2 separate regions of the Rattus norvegicus genome follow, and region 1 is linked to region 2. A link is a contact called in public Hi-C data. All regions are on one chromosome and are shown on one strand. Each heading gives the region's core, a stretch centred on a gene start, on an enhancer-like site or on the middle of the called end of the contact. The rest is flanking DNA. Distances are from core to core; before and after follow the strand shown.

Region 1 (3,690 bases), core at 213-2,712, 95 kb before region 2:
GTGGTTAATAGCCTAGGTAACATTTGGAGTATCTGTAGAGCCAGTCTTACCTGGTTCTCCCAAGCTCCCACAAGCAGGCCTGGAGGTGGTTAATAGTCTATGTGACCTCTGCACTATCTGTATGGCCAGGGGTTTCCCCAGCCTCTCACATATAGAACTAGAGATAGTTAATAGCCTAGGTGACCTCCATGCTATGTGTATGACTGAGATCATACCAGATCCTCCCCTAAGTCCTTAAGATAATACAGGTAGTTTATAGAAATCACTCTCACAGAAGAAGTGACATGTGGTTTTAGAAAGTTTCAGTGCAATGATGCCTCCTTGTGCCTATGGACTTATGTTACACCGAGAAACATATTTCAAATTGTACTATACTTAAATATGCCTAAAATAAACTGCCTGAGGCCAAACTCAAGAAGTTTGAACCAACACTGGCTCCTGGGTCATGTTGAATCTGATTTACTTCTTGACTCACACGTTTGTTACTCTGCCAATCTTGTATTGGCTCAGACCCCTGCAGTTTATTTCAAGGTAATATTGCGCTTTTTAAGGGTGAGGGCAGACAATGACCAGAGAGGTTGTACCAACCTTTTGATTTACATAGGCTTTGTACTGTTTAAAAAGTCTGTGGAACAGACAGCTTCCCCTTTGAGAACTTTCCTGACCACATAATTCAGAAGACCACTTGGATTAACTCTTCCAGGGGTTTAGCTGTACATCTCTGCTCTTTACCAGAAAAGCTTCCAGCTAAATAGCAACCTTAAGATCTTTTAGGCAGTTCAGGATGTCATGCCTTCACCCATGGCCCCAGGTTTAACTCAGATCCCATTGTTCTGACCAGCATTCAGAGGCTGACCATTTGTTTTAGTTGCTGCTTCACAAGCTAGTTATGAGAGAGGGTCAGTTCTTAATGACTTTCAATCCTGTTGATACCCAACTCTATCTAGCAACAACACTTTTCTTATTGTTTTATGCATTGACCATATGACAAGTGATTTGGACATATGGGTGGGGCCCAAGATTCTTACTACAGTTATCAATAAGCTTGGTTGGCTTTTTAAGTTCCAGAATGAGATAATGCTCTGCTTCCAGCATTAATGCATGCTTTTATAATAAAAGGGAGGACAAAGAAGAGGTAATTTTTAGAGTTACAATTAGTAACAACCATAAAACAGATATAATGTTTCTCCTTCTCTCCTTGGTTCTTCCAATATCCAGCATGTGCTTGCTTAGTAATAATTAAAGTGAAAGGAATTTAGGCAAGGAAGAAAGGAGTCTTTCTGCCATTACCATTTCTCCATAAACATAAGCTGGACCCTGAGTTTGTGCCTGTGTGTTCTCTGGTCTCCTTAGCCAGGGATTCTTACTGCTGAGATAGTAATACTGAATTGTGTGTTGATACAGCCTCCAACACACAGTAGTTCAAGGGCAAATTATGTTTTCTGGTAGGAATTGTAATCCTTGCCACAGCAGAAAACCATTGAAATAGAATATGCTTCAAGGCTTTTAGATAACGATCAATATAGTTACCCAACTGCTTGTGTTGACAGTTGAGAGCCATGCATATTTTCCTTCTGTTTTCTTTGGTTCTTAACTATTCTTTGGGGCATGTTTTGTTGCCTATAAAGTTAAGCTCTTAACACTGGTGGTAGTTTTGCCCTGAATAAACATGTACATCCTACCCACACTTTCTCTCTCTCTCTCTCTCTCTCTCTCTCTCTCTCTCTCTCTCTCTGAGTGTGTGTGTAGATTGTCTCGGTAATCTCCCGGCTGCTTTTTAGTGCTGCACTTTACTTTCCCTAGTGTGAAACATTCTGTCTTCAAATGCATTTGGCACTTGCCGGTAGCAGAGTTAACTGAAAATGGTTCATTTTTTTCCCAAGCAATGATTTGCTTTAATCATGAAAGAACATTTCCTGGGATTGCTCTGTGATAGTACGAGAAGAAAAATGATTATCACAAACACGGTTTTGATATCCACCTTTAGATACACCAGTCTCAGATGGCTGTGGTACATTTAATATGTCAAAGGTACATAAACTCAGGAGAGAAGTTTATCTTATTTTAGGACCTGGAAATTTTTAGAGTTAAATAATGTAAAGGAAAAGTGAAAGGGTTTGACATTTTATAACCATTCCATGTTGAAATGAATACTTACGACCCACAACTTCATTGTGTCATTTTCAGAAAGAGAACAGAGAAAAGCTTGCCATGACAAAACACTCTGCAGTGTTATCTGCTACAAGCCAAGAAGGGAAGTTATAACCCATGCTTCTGCTTGGACGCATTTATTGAAAATTGATTTTAAATCTAAATTATATAAGTGATACATTCTTCTTGGAAAAAAAATTTAAAAGTTCCTCACTCTTCCCACAGACCATCTGCTTCCAAAATCCTACTCTCCAGATTTCCAGAAGAAGCCATTATTAACTATCATTAAATGTTCTATACATATATTTCCAGGTATTTTGTGTGTACATTAGAACACAGGAGAGTGCATACCCGCACATGCTCACGTGCACACGCGTGCACACGCACACACACACACACACACACACACACACACACACACACACACACCACACACACACACACACACTGTTTAGGAGTAGGTCAGCATTCCTGGAAGGAGGAGTTCTGTATGCATCAATACAAGCACAGCATGCATCATCATCTACGTGGGCATATGTTCTTTGAATACATGAGCAATTTCTTTCCCATCATCTCCCAGGATGACGTAGTGTCTCTGGACAAACTTTCTGCCATTTTCCAATTATTTAAGCAACTGTTGCCCAATCTTTCTAGAGTAGGTGTTAAGCACTGTACTCATATCTCAATTGGCTAAGATATTTCTTGATTTCTTTTCCTATTTACTCAAAATCCCTTTGAGCAATTTCAAACTTTTATTTAAATCAACAACGATGTGTCTCTCTCTGTGGTACATCTAGTAATCTCCTTAATAACTGCTTTGATTTAGATGTAAGATGTTCCCTATAGGCAGTAGTGTTTGAACATTTGGTCTCTAGCTGGTGGCAATGTTTGGGAAGGTTACGGAACCTTAGAAGTAGAACAACCTTGACATGTTATCTCCTGGCTTCACTTCTTGTCTACCCTCTGCTTTGGGGCTGTGGATGCAGTATGACCAGAATATGCATTCTGCCGTTCTTTTTCCTGTGTGATGAGCTATATATCTGTCAGTCTAAGGCATAACAAATACTTCATTCATTTTAGGTCCCATGTTGTCATAAATTGGTCATAGTAGCAAAGAAAGTAACAAAAACACAAACATTTCATTAATCATGATGAATTTTAGTTTGTTTCCCTGAAGATAAACACTTAGACAGATGTTATCATAATATAAACAATAACTTAAATAAAACCTACTCAACTTGTAATAATAGTCCTCATTAACTGAGTTCGGACTAATTAGATGAAAATTTATAGTACTTGATATTTCCTTTTAAGGAGTGTATTTGGAGAATACAGAATCTTCATATCACAGGAAAATTATCTGCATCCTTTTGTAATTATCTATTGCTTATTGCTTACTATTTATGCACTATGTAGCAACTGGCACAAATCATAATAGCATCAAACAATATATGTTGTATTACAGAGCTATGTAGAATTTATATGTGGGCCAGTAAGCAACATACTTCCATGGTTTCTGCTTCAGTCCTTGCTCTGATG
Region 2 (3,685 bases), core at 993-3,492:
GAAGATGTGTCAGTCAGTTTCTAAATGCTGTGATAAAACATCTGAGAAAAAGAAACAACTTTACAAAGAAAAACTTGGTCATACTCAGTTTTTAATCCAGGATTGACTCCGTTGTTACGGATACTTGGTAAGGCAAAGCATGATAGTGTGTGGGCAAAGGTACTTATTTTATGGTGTCCAAGAAGAGAGAGTCTGCCCAGTGGAGAAGACTAGGAATGAGTCATACTCTCCACAGGCCTTCTCCCAGTTTATTTACTCAAATTAGGTCCTGTCTGCTAACATTTGGACCACTCCCCAGTAATTCATGTGCACATCATGAATCTATCAATATATCTGGACAATTTATTAGACCAGAACCCTTGTTACAAATTAAAACTACAATATTTCCCATGGTCTCACATTTTGAATGCTCTATTTTGAGGGCTGTAAAGCATTTAGGAGGTAGGGGCCTAGCTAGAGTAGGTCAAACCTTTGAAAACTATACATAGTTACCTCTCTTTTGATTTCTCTGTTTTCCTCTTCTACCATAAATCCCCAAACCATAGATGGAGGCATTTCTACCACCATGCCTTTCGTCCAGGATGAACTAAAATCAATACAAACCCAAGGGTTAAAATAATCCTTTTCTGTTAGTAGTGCAAGATTCAGCAAGACAGCTTTCATTATCCCAAACACTTTCGGGAATCCTTAAACATACGAGTCTCATGCAGAACACAATGTTTCCACACTGTAATAGAAGATAGCACTGGAATTGACAAAGAGGACACCTGGTCAAATGGGAATGCAGGCTACATAGAGTCTTAATTCTTTCCTTTGAAGTCAACAAAGAATAGTAGTTATTGTGTAATCTTGGGGGATTATGCATAGACTCCATAGAAAACTCCTAGAGAACGGTCTCTTGAATCACCCTGCAAATCTTTAGGCATCGAGAGCTTCAGTTTCAGTCAGTGTGGGTTGAATTGTCTCTCTGAAAAGATATATTTAAATCCTATTCACTGAGCCTAGGAGTGTGGATTTTTTAGAAATAGGAGTTTCTCAAAGGCCATGAAGTTTAGATCGATTCATCAGGAAGTCGTGAGACACAGAGAAAAGTGCTGATTGGGTATTTTCCAACAATTTCCTTCAACTGAAACATTGTCTCTTGGAAGTATTATCTTGAAAATACATGTTTAAGGTAAAAGGGGTATTAGGTTTAAATCTGCGAGGATGAGAGCCCTGAGGGTATTAAGTAAGAGGACCTGCAGGGGGGTATGACATAGCAATACTGGCCAGAATAAAAGGATGTGCCTCTAGTTGAATAAAGGCAGTATCAACAGACTGTAACTGACTCCAAGGAAGGACCCTAACTTAGTATAAAGAAATGAACTGCAAGCAAGGACATATTCTAAAAGCCCTTTCTATGTTATGGGGGAGAGACCACCCTGTAGACAGTAAGCTAAACATTAAGTGACCAAGAAAGACTGTGGCTTCATCTTAGTAATTGCAACTAAGAATTAATTTTCTGTAGGCTTTAAGACAAGGGTCCATAGCAATCTACAAGCTGGTTACATACGAGTAAGAAGAAAGAGATCATGATTTACTTAATGGGTATCCAACCAGCCAAGGTCAGTATCTGGTGTGACAAGCCAAGGTCAAAACAAAAGTAGACAGGTGACCACAACACATGACCATGTCCTAGTAGCACATTCTCATCATCCTGATAGGGAGAGAAAGGCATAGGTCATGTGAGCCTTCTTTAGCTTACCTCAGTATATGCCCAAGGAGTTAACTATCTAAAAAGAAATGACCTCAATTTGTGTTCAGTTTTCTGTAATATGGCTCAGGAAAGCCCCAGGACCAGTAGCTTTCTTTGTGGTGTTTCCTGTTTGGGACTCCATCCACTCTGGGGAGCCTTCTTACTAGAGTTACTTTACTCTTTTGTCTGCATATTTTTTTCCTCATTAGTGTGTGACAACAAACTTGAGATCCATTGACTAGGGACAGCTTTGGTGACTCTTGACCTTCCAGTACTTTAGCCCCCAGAGTTAAGCTCCCCTGAGCCAAGAGAAGTCCTTACTACATTGGAGGGAGGAGGGCAGTAAGGAAACACATCTTTCTCGGCAATCTCCTGACACTTACAATCACAAGACCCCCTCAGCAAGGTTATATAAACAAATTTTCAGGAAGGGAAGCTTCCACTGAGCTGCTGGCAAGTTATGCAGGGAGCCTTCATGAGTCATCGCCCATGCTGGAGTGGGCATTTCAGGGCGGCAGCTGCTTTTGAGTCATCCGTCCTCATTATAAATAACTTTCATCCATACACTTGTACCTAACCACAATAAATGCTGGTTCACCAAGTTAGACGTGAATAGAATCATTTCTTCCATCTGTTGTTGGTACCCTATCTGAGGTAAAGCTACATCTGCTCCTCGCCCTAGGAAAAGTCACACAGCATAGAGGTAGAGATCGGAGTCACACATGCATATGATAAAATTACTAAAGATTTCCTGCAAATTCTAGAAGTTGAGAGAGCCAAGGAAGAATTTTCTCTTACGGGTTTCAGAGAGAGCATGATTGGGTAAATACTTGATCCTAGACTTGTAGGTTCTAGCACTGCGAAACAATATGTATTTATTTTAAGTCATGCAATTTGTGATTTACTGTTTCAACTGCTCTGGGAAACTAACAAACACTGATATTAACAAATTTATTATGCACTTTTTGATGAGCTTTTATTATGTGGCAAAAGCTAAATAATGTGAGCCATTTGCATGCATTATCTCAATCTTCAAGGTAACACTGTGTGATAAGTGCCTGCATTATCTTTTCATAGACATGCACATGTGCATACATACGTATGTATCTATACAAATATTTATGCTCTTATATGAGAGAGGTTGAAAGGCTGACTGAAGTTATAGTCTACTTATAAATATTTCTGAGTTTGTATGGACACTGTAATAAGTCCTAAAATGTAAAGTTAAGTCACTGTCCTCCATAAACTATTAGTCTGGATGACACAAACTCTGACTCAGCAGAACACGCATTACACAGCCAGTTTCTGTTCTGTTGCCTGGCATCCTATTATTTTAATATACTATACTCGGGTCTGGCACTTGATTAGATAACATTGTACATACTAATGCCATGCTTTTCACACTGATAAAAGTTATTTCTTTATCTACTTTTTGGATGTCTGGAAAAATATTTAAGCATGGTAAAATGCTCAGTATAAGAGAGTGCCTATGTATGACTAAAGAGCCTTTCTTTGATTTTGCTACGTATTCAAACTGGTTCTGAATTCTATGGATGCAGAAAACTAGGGTTTCTAAATAAAATTAGAAAGTATCATTGCTGTCCTTTTGACTGACATTAAAAACCCTCTTTGTTGGATTTTAATTCTATGTTTATGATTTCTTTCTAACTGAAGATTCAGTCCTTCATTCTGCCTGTCCCCCCCAACCTCCTCCCCCCCCAGTCCATGCCTGACTGCTCCAAGGATTTGAACACAGGTGAAGCTATGTCTGTGTTTTGATATGATTTGATTTTGATTTGATAAGCAGGATTTTCAAGGCTGAGGTGATTCACAAGGGACCTATTTGGATTAGAAAGAAATCATTACTGGACATTGCTACCTGGCTTTGCTTGAGTTTATGGCTGAGGTTTGGGTCAAAAAAAACTCTAAAATGTGATTTATCAGTAGCCC

What was found. A called contact is a pair of places that touch in the nucleus more often than the background predicts.
Region 1: a contact with region 2 is called in a Hi-C map of frontal cortex, with 1.6 times the contacts expected there. The contact joins two enhancer-like sites.

Annotation. Positions count from the first base shown.
Region 1 is chr6:66,725,308-66,728,997 of GRCr8, reverse strand. No RefSeq gene overlaps it. Among named protein-coding and RNA genes, the nearest start is that of Dnajb9, 270 kb to the left of the region's middle. Within about 2 kb of position 1,462, at least 2 of the 93 cell types and tissues checked have an H3K27ac peak or open chromatin away from gene starts, as enhancers often do.
Region 2 is chr6:66,630,893-66,634,577 of GRCr8, reverse strand. No RefSeq gene overlaps it. Among named protein-coding and RNA genes, the nearest start is that of Dnajb9, 370 kb to the left of the region's middle. Within about 2 kb of position 2,242, at least 19 of the 93 cell types and tissues checked have an H3K27ac peak or open chromatin away from gene starts, as enhancers often do.